Linked DNA regions of Mus musculus: regions 2 and 3 are each linked to region 1. Evidence: chromatin contacts called from public HiChIP or PLAC-seq and promoter capture Hi-C data. All regions are on one chromosome and are shown on one strand. The core of a region is the stretch at or near the end of the contact, and the rest is flanking DNA. Distances in the headings are between cores, read along the strand shown.

The links. HiChIP or PLAC-seq counts read pairs in DNA pulled down with a chosen protein or histone mark. Capture Hi-C pulls out chosen DNA fragments and counts their contacts.
Region 2: an H3K4me3 HiChIP or PLAC-seq map of neural tube shows a contact between it and region 1, with 4 times the contacts expected there. The contact joins the enhancer-like site here to the promoter of Itgb3bp in region 1. A contact is called at or near these places in 2 of 39 promoter capture datasets (embryonic stem cells and liver), 5 of 115 datasets of contacts at active chromatin or transcription factors (astrocytes, embryonic limb bud, embryonic stem cells and 2 more) and 1 of 9 other capture datasets (embryonic stem cells).
Region 3: a contact with region 1 is called in a promoter capture Hi-C map of adipose tissue. The contact joins the promoter of Foxd3 here to the promoter of Itgb3bp in region 1. A contact is called at or near these places in 7 of 39 promoter capture datasets (the 3T3-L1 cell line, cranial neural crest, hematopoietic stem and progenitor cells and 3 more), 4 of 484 Hi-C or Micro-C datasets (brain, nephron progenitors and uterus), 8 of 115 datasets of contacts at active chromatin or transcription factors (astrocytes, craniofacial prominence, embryonic hindbrain and 4 more) and 3 of 9 other capture datasets (adipose tissue, liver and pancreatic islet).

What each region holds. Positions count from the first base shown.
Region 1 is chr4:99,827,854-99,830,539 of GRCm38.p6, reverse strand. Itgb3bp (integrin beta 3 binding protein (beta3-endonexin)) reads left to right here and starts at 1,382. Exons shown (of 9, transcript NM_026348.4): 1 at 1,382-1,457. The coding sequence starts at 1,453. Efcab7 (EF-hand calcium binding domain 7) reads right to left here and starts at 1,095. Exons shown (of 14, transcript NM_145549.2): 1 at 986-1,095.
Region 2 is chr4:99,571,848-99,574,533 of GRCm38.p6, reverse strand. No RefSeq gene overlaps it. Among named protein-coding and RNA genes, the nearest start is that of Gm40211, 3.8 kb to the right of the region's middle. Within about 2 kb of position 1,308, at least 75 of the 459 cell types and tissues checked have an H3K27ac peak or open chromatin away from gene starts, as enhancers often do. A contact at or near this core is called in astrocytes, embryonic limb bud and neural tube, where this site is marked.
Region 3 is chr4:99,654,932-99,657,617 of GRCm38.p6, reverse strand. It overlaps Foxd3 (forkhead box D3), which reads right to left and starts at 1,319. Exons shown (of 1, transcript NM_010425.3): 1 at 1-1,319. The coding sequence starts at 993.

The DNA of each region.
Region 1 (2,686 bases), core at 133-2,632:
CTTCCAACATTGCTTTATCCTGCGTTGACTTCTAAAAATACATTCCAATCTAATAAATTGAATAGTTCAAGTTGAACAATAAGATGACACAGGTAGGGTCCCCTTCAGGACTCATTGGATTCATACTCAGGAGGCCTAAATCACTGGCACCTTCTTGAATTATGTAGGTCTTTTACACTTGGGAAAGAAAGATAATAATCGCTTATCATGGATGAAGTACCCTATTTATAATACACAGACCGCCTGCCTGACACTTTCATATTACACCAGATTTAGAAGGACCCCATAGGGATGTGGTGTCACAGTCTGGTTACTGCAAATTGGTATCACCATAATTAAACATCGGTTTTAAACACATATGCGTGCGCGCCATCTCACAAACGGGAAAGAAAACTATTCCAATAAGGAAGAGCAAGCACTCGGCTTACAGCAAGCAATTTAAAAACATTTTTAAGGATCTTCAAGTGCTCCTTCCAAATGGGGTTATTCTCACATGAAAATCCCTGGACAGAAATGTTCCAGAATTCTATTCTTTCCCTTCCTGTGAAGACAGTCCAAACTGAAGCTTAAATAAATATATAATTGCACCCCTAGGGCTCGGAAACCACCTTTTATTTAAAATTCTAGCCCAAGTCTGAGACAGGGGCCTGGAGAGTATATTGTAGCAAACGGCTCCATAAATAACTAGGCACACAATAAGCAGGAAAAATAAACTGTTAAAAGCGCCTAAGGCGTCTAAAGGGCCAAATGAAAACAGAGAGCCATCCAGTCACCGTCGCTGCACCGTGAAACAGTCACAACTAATCCCAGACAAGCTCTCTCCGTTTTTTGTACTCCTCTGGCCACGATGCTGCATCCCCTTGTGTGTTTCGGGGCATGCACCGGCTCTTAGGAGGACACAGAAGTAAACGTAGCAGATGGGAGAGGCGGCCGCACAATGAAGAGCAGAGCGAGCGACAGAGCAAGAGAGAGGCTTGGTGGCTACCTAATTTCAGCTCACAAACCAAGAAGAGCAGCCAATTTTCGTTAGTAGATCCGCGAACCTCTCGGCGCAACCGGACAGACCTCCGCCTTTTTTAGATTACCATAGCAACTGCGCCTCGCCGCCACCGGAAATAAGAGGCAGAGCACCTTCCAAACGCTCCGACCAGAGATTTGTGGACCATTGACCGAGAGAGAACAGCCATGGCATTGTAGCTTATCTGTTGCGAGGCTGGCATGTCCACAATAGTGAGGAGGGTCGTGCGCTGCATGCGGCTGGGGCTAAATGGATTCTGGCCTTAGACTCCCTGCACCATTTCCTTGAACACGTTCAGGCTCTTTCTCGCGCGGAGACTGTTTCCGGCGAGCTGCATACGGGGTGACACCTCATCCAGCGCTTACTACGCGGGCTTTTTATGCTTCCGCGTTTGCGGTTTCTCAGTTGGTTCTGTCCAGCAACGGAGTCCCGAAATGCCGTAGGTATCCCTTCCCCAGACGTTGCTGTTTTGTGGGCCCTCTATGAGCAAAAAGAGTATACAGGAAGAGTATGCCGTCCCATGGTCACCTTGTCTTTTTTATTTCTATAAACTTTTCTCTGTTGACAGCGTCGGGATGCTTGGTATTCCCAACCTACCTCTACCCTTCCAACACTTCTTTGACTCTTAAAACTTCACATCATTGTGTAAGCTGCGGGCTAAATCTGAGTAATGTCTAACTTGAAATGACTAAGAATGAAAGAGTATATTAAGTAAACATTTCTCTGTAATTTGTAGAATTTTTAAATGCTTGTTAAGCATTTGTGTAGTGAGTTCTCTGAAACTCGGGAGAGATTTCATGGACTGAATGGATTTCAGGCACTGAAAGATTCTTAAGATTATCACTTAGCAACTCAGTAATAAGTGATTTACTTTTCTTACTTATAAAAATAAGCTTGAAAAAAGTAAAAAGTGGGTTTGTATTGGGTCATCTTTAAGTTACAGCCCAACCCCAATAATGTGATTACCGAAAATGACCATAGTAGAGATGGGTATTGTGCTAGACTGCTACCCTTCGGCTACCCTACATAGGCTATATAAAGCACAGTTAGCGGTTGTATAAACAGGTTTTTTTTTTTTTTTGTTTTGTTTTGTTTTTAAAAAAAACAGGGTCTTTTTAAAGAATTTGAGGGAGGAGGAAGACCTAACTCTTGTAATACTTCTTTGGCTACCCCCGTACCAGGCTGATTTAGGTACTTCCTGCTAGGGTAACATTTTCCTGTTTGAGTAAAATGCAAACTAAGATATTATCGGGGATACTTGTGTAAGATATGAGCTGACATAAAAGAAGGAGGACCTTCGGAAATAACAATATTTATTAACTCACCATTCTAAAAAGGTTTATCTTTTAATGCATTAGAAAAATGTCTATTATAACATTGCTGGCAAAGATGAGGGAACAAAACTTAAGCAGGAAAAGAATGAAAATGAATTTGGTGTGTAAACTATGTTCCTGATCTGTTTACAGAAGTGAGGAACCAAAATCTATTGGAAGTGGATATTTTTCTGGCAACTGGCAACTTTAATATATGAGTAGATGTTGTTATATTAGAAGAGTTTCATTAAGTACATTGACATCCCATATTTTTAGCAGTTGTGTTGGTTGGTCCATTTTTCTAAAGAATCAGGGGCTTGTATAACCCAGGCTGATCTTAAACTCACTTTGTAGC
Region 2 (2,686 bases), core at 59-2,558, 260 kb after region 1:
ATAAATGGTCAGAAGATGAGCTGAGACTGAATGAATAGTGAGCGGTATTCATCAGCCAAACACAGAGTCCAGATCCAATTATATGTATTCATTAAGTGATAATGATATCATGGTCTTTAACTAGGAAGAAAAGAGCGTAATTGAATAATAACAGTTGTACAATCCCAACGGAACACACTCTCCATCCCAGCCCGGCGACCCTCGGGGATGAGGCACGATTGATGGAATTCTATTACTCTTTGATAGATTTATTATGAAAGGCTGAGTGGACTTGCAGTCCCACTTTGTCACTCACGCTAATCAGTATCGTAAGGGCCCCGAGCGGGCAGGCTTTTGTACCCCTTTGACAAAGACAAGGTTAGGGGAGGATGACAGACACCCAGACCTTTACAAACCCATACTGCAAGATAAAATGGGCCAGCTGAGCTCTGTGCTGGGACAGAATTTTAATTTGTTTATCAATGGCTTTCACATGTGCTGAGACCATAAGGATATTTGTCAGAGGATAATACTGAAGCTAAACTCTTTTGTTTGGCAAGTGGGGCTTGGAAAAATATTTATTGAACTGTAAAAAACAGGCTAAATGGGGGGAAAAGGTAACTGGGTAGAGAAGGGAAATAACTCACATTACTGGACATAACTATCCAAGCCCATCCTGATTTTGACCTTTTTAAAAAATATATTTTTAGTGTTGTTTTTAAAGCTACCTTTAAGGGTAACCAAACAGTAACAGATAAAAATCTTTTCCCTTTAATCTCTCTGATTTTTAAAAGAAGAGCTGAAAGATTATGAAGAGACCAGCTATCGTGTTGAGTGGGAAAGATGGATGGAATTTATTGGTATGAGGTTGTTGTTTTCCTTCCTGTCTGTTACAAAGTAGTATAACTTAGCAGGCAAACAGCTGCATTTTCCAAACATGTTTTTTTGTAAGTAAAAGGTGTTTTCAGGCCTGCCAGCCTGGCTCAGTCAGCAACAGCTTTTCACATTGAAATGCAGTTTGCTATCCTGCGGTCAGAGCCCTTAGGATTTAGGAAACTCGGTGGTAATTCGCTTTGCTACTGGTGGGAGCACGAGCCAAGGGGGCCAACCTGGCATTCACCAGGCCCCAGTGCCGTGCCTGCCAGGGTTTATTTTTTCGGTTATTGTTGTTGAATCATTCTGATTTGTAATCTCCTTTTCTGCTTGAGATCTCCTTTTATCCCTCAGAACTATGCTCTGCGTCGCCAGAGGAGCCAGTGAATTGGGAGGCTGGGCGGCCAACCTGCTCTGTCACTGGACGCCTGGCCTGGCTGCTGTCCCGCGTGGACCCGCGAAGCCAGCTCGCTGCCAGTTCGGTTTGGTTTTGAGCATCTCTGGGAAGGCAAACGGACAGCACAGTCACCTCAATTGGCTCAGCTGCCTCTCTGATGAATGTGCCCGGGTGTGCTGCAAAGGGTTTAGCATCGCTTCCAGCAGCGCGCTGTGATTTTCAGGACCGGGAAGGATTGCTTCACAGCCCTCTCCTTGAATTTCATTGTAGTGTGCGTGATGGAGCACAGGGCGGCTGGACAGGCTCGCACCGAACGCCAATGGCTGCCGCTCTGGCGTCTGCGCGTGGAACAGGTTCTGTGTGTTCCTTTGGCTGTGGCTTTCTCCCTGTTGGCCTTTCTCCACAAGGTCGGCCCGGGAAGCCTCTGGGTGCCAGACACCAGGCAGTGGCTCTGAGGCCAGGGAGCCGCCGCTGTTTGCTCATTCTTCCTGGAAATGGGCACAAAGTGAAGGTTAATTCAGACCTCTTGGCCAGGGCTTCCTTAGCCACTGAAGTTCACCAACCTGTCCATGTAGACTGAGTGCAAGGACGCATTGATTGTGTTTGGTTTTTCGTGCAGACATCAGAACGAGGTCAGACTTTGGATGATAATGAGGGTTGATTGGAAATTACATGGAGGACAACAGAGAGTTGGGATTTTCCAGCACAGTTTTAAAGCAGACCTTTAATGTTTCCTGGTTGGGAGGCAAGGATAAGTGCACGTACTAGACCTTATTATAGACTCTATCTTTAATCGCTTCTTTTAGTTTCAGAGAGTATGTCAGTCCTTCCTTCAGCTGACTTCAAGTTCATTGTCCTTTCACCAATAAGGGGTTTGTTTCTAAGGAAAATAGCTCTTCTTTGTTGATTGCCTGGTAAGAACTTTCTTTCACTACTCACCAAAGTTTCTGAGGTCCACACGCTACCAGCTTCATTTTAGAGAAAGGGGAAATGAAATGGGCAGGGCATCATTATCATATAGTAAAGACCAGAATTAAATTGTGGGCTCACTCACTATCCAAGGGCTCTCATGGTTGCGCAAGCACTGCATTGTACTACCTCTGCTGGAGTCAGGGACACAGGTGATGGTCTCTGAGACGCTGACAGTATATGAAAACAAAGCCTTACGCACCGACAAGCTAGTATTGTCCATTTGAAGAAGATGCTGTCAACCAAATGTCCACTCTATCAAACAGCAGTCACCAAAAGCATGCTTTTCTTACGTCCTTTCCCCCTTTCCACACGCCACAATTGTTTTCTTATCTACTATACAAGCCCAAACACCTTGCCTTAGAAAGAGCCCAGGCTGGACCCTCCATCCACTTGGCTTAACTTCATGGGCCAGAAACTCTCCAGAGTCTCCACTGTCTTTTTCCTGCTTCCCTTTGGTGTAGGTGG
Region 3 (2,686 bases), core at 70-2,569, 170 kb after region 1:
CTGCAGGCTCGGACCGAGCTGCGAGCCGAAGGCGGCCGCTTTGCGGCCCAGCTCGCCCGAGGGCAGCAGGGGCACTGCGGGCGGCAGCACGGGAGCCACGGGTGGTAGCGCGTACGGGTACTGGAGCGCCGCAGCAGCCGCGGCCGCCGCCGCCGCCGCGGGGTGCGAGTAGGCGCCCGCAGCCGCCGCGGGGTGCAGGCCGTAGGGGCGGCCGTAGGGTCCTGCGCCCGCCGCCGCCGCCAGGCTGTAGGCTCCGAAGCTCTGCATCATCAGCGCCGTCTGCTCGCGCAGGTGCTCCTGCTGGTGGCGCTTGAAGCGCTTCCGGCGCCGCAGGAAGCTGCCGTTGTCGAACATGTCCTCGGACTGGGGGTCCAGGGTCCAGTAGTTGCCCTTGCCCGGGTTGCCCGGCTCGCGGGGGATCTTGACGAAGCAGTCGTTGAGCGACAGGTTGTGGCGGATGCTGTTCTGCCAGGCGGGGAACTTCTCCCGGTAGTACGGAAAACGGTTGCTGATGAACTCGCAGATGCCGCTCAGGGTCAGCTTCTTCTGCGGGCTCTGCAGGATGGCCATGGTGATGAGCGCGATGTAAGAGTAGGGTGGCTTCACCAGGCTGTTCTTGGGCTTGTTCGGGGTCAGACCTCCCGTCGCCCCGCTGCCCGCGCCGGGCCCACCGCCGCCTGTCACCGCGTCCTCGCCGCCCTTGCAGCCGTCGGCCTCCGGAGCTCCCGTGTCGTTCCCCGGCCCGGTCGCCTCGGTGGGCAGTGCCAGGGCTTGCGGTTGAGACTGGCCGTGATGAGCGCTCACCGGTGGCCCTTCGTCCGCCTCGTCCAGGCGCAGGTCCGGAGGCCCCGCGGGGCTGTCGCACCCGGCGTCGCTGTCCTTCTCCTCCAGCCCGTCGTCGCCCTCGCCCACCACATCGATGTCCACGTCCTCGGCCGTCAGCACCGTCTGGCCGGACATATCGCTGGCGCTGCCGCTGCCGGAGAGGGTCATCCCTCCGCGGGGTTGGTGGCGGCGGCCAGGAGCGAGCAGAGAGCGAGGGGGGCCGCGAGGGGCGGCCGCGGAGCTCAGGCAAAGGAGGTGTGAGTGTCCCCCGAAAGAAAGCCGGGGGGGGGGGAGAGGGCACAGGTAGCTCGGGGCCCTGTCGGGTCAGCTCACACGAGGAGGCCTGGCATCGCGCGGTGCGGGCGCTGCGCTCCGCAGCCGCGCTCCGCGAACTCTTGCGGTCCTCGACGCTTCTCTACGAGGAGACAGCTACTGCTCGCGACCCCGGAGGTTTCTCCACGCCGCACCCCCTCACTTCACCAGCCTTCCTCGACCTCTGGTTTGGGCGTGGGGTTCAGGAGCGGTCCAGGCAAGCGCGGGACGCCGGGCTCCAAGCAGCTCTGGAGGGCGCGGGCATGGGCGACCGCGGGGTTGGGGGTTGGGGGGGTGGTGACAGGGAAGCCAAGCCTGGGTAGTCGAAAGTCCCGTTTTAAGGACTGGCCTGATAGATTACTTTCTACTTAAAGATCCAGAGGGAGGCGGGGCCACGTGACCGCGCGTGACGTCAGGGCCGCCGTGGAGCTGGCCAAACTCAAGTTGGTTCAGGGAATTGTCAACAAAGGGACGACAGAAGCGCAACTCCTCACCGACTAGGCGCTAGCATCCCGCAGGCCCCGAAAGCTCTTCGGGCTGTTGGGAGACCCCTGCCCACGCTGGAGCCGGGTGTGGGGTTCAGGGAGGGCGTGAGAGTGGGTGGGTGGGGGTGGAGAGGGCGTGGGCCTAAGAGTGTCCTCCGGACTGTAGGGCTTCTTACCACCCTGCCCTCTCCGCCCCCTGCATTTTTCTTACTACCCTGCCCTCCCCTCTTTGCTAATATTATATAGACCAACTGGCAATGCAGAACAAGGTTGTGATTTAAAAAAAAAAAAAAAAAGAAAAGAAAAGAAAAAAACTTACTATTTTGATTTGCTTTGGGGTTTTGTTTTCGATTCAAGGATTAAAGGAACACATCCGGCTTCCTTTTGCTAATTAGGCCTCAGACCCCCTCCTGTTTCAGGGCTATTCCAGAGAAAAGACATCTGCTGATGTGCCTCGCATCACCCCCAAATCTAACTACTCAAGTCTTACCCTAGCTTTCCGGGCACGACGCAGGAATATATATATATATATATATATATATATATATATATATATATTCGCAACGGTCACAACACCATCAGCTGGGGTTTCCCGAGGTCAGAGAATAGCTATCGATTAACCTATTAGGATAGTTGCAGAGAAATAAAAAGGACGTAAAATAGCAGGGAACCTATAAACAAAGACGTCATAACTGGCTGTTGGAGTTGTTAAACGACTTAGCACAGAAAAAGTCGGAAATGAGCTGGAAACGGAGCAGGCATTGGCAGCGGTCTTGGGTAAGTGGAGAGGATTGGGGAAGAGGCTTTGGGCCTTGTTATTAGACGTGGCGCACCGACTGGGGGGGGTTGGAAAACTGGGGGGAGCTGGCGTATACTTCCGAGTGGAGGGCACGACCTCCAAGGAACCACAGTGTCCCAGGGCGTGCTGGCGGGAGTGGGCTCACCTCTGCTGCTAACTAATGTGGGTTATCTCTTAAAGTGTGAATAAACTATCCAAGACTTAACTTCTGTAGAAATCTGCGCCAAAGAAGAGGCGAGGATGTGTCCAGCGCACGTGAAGTACA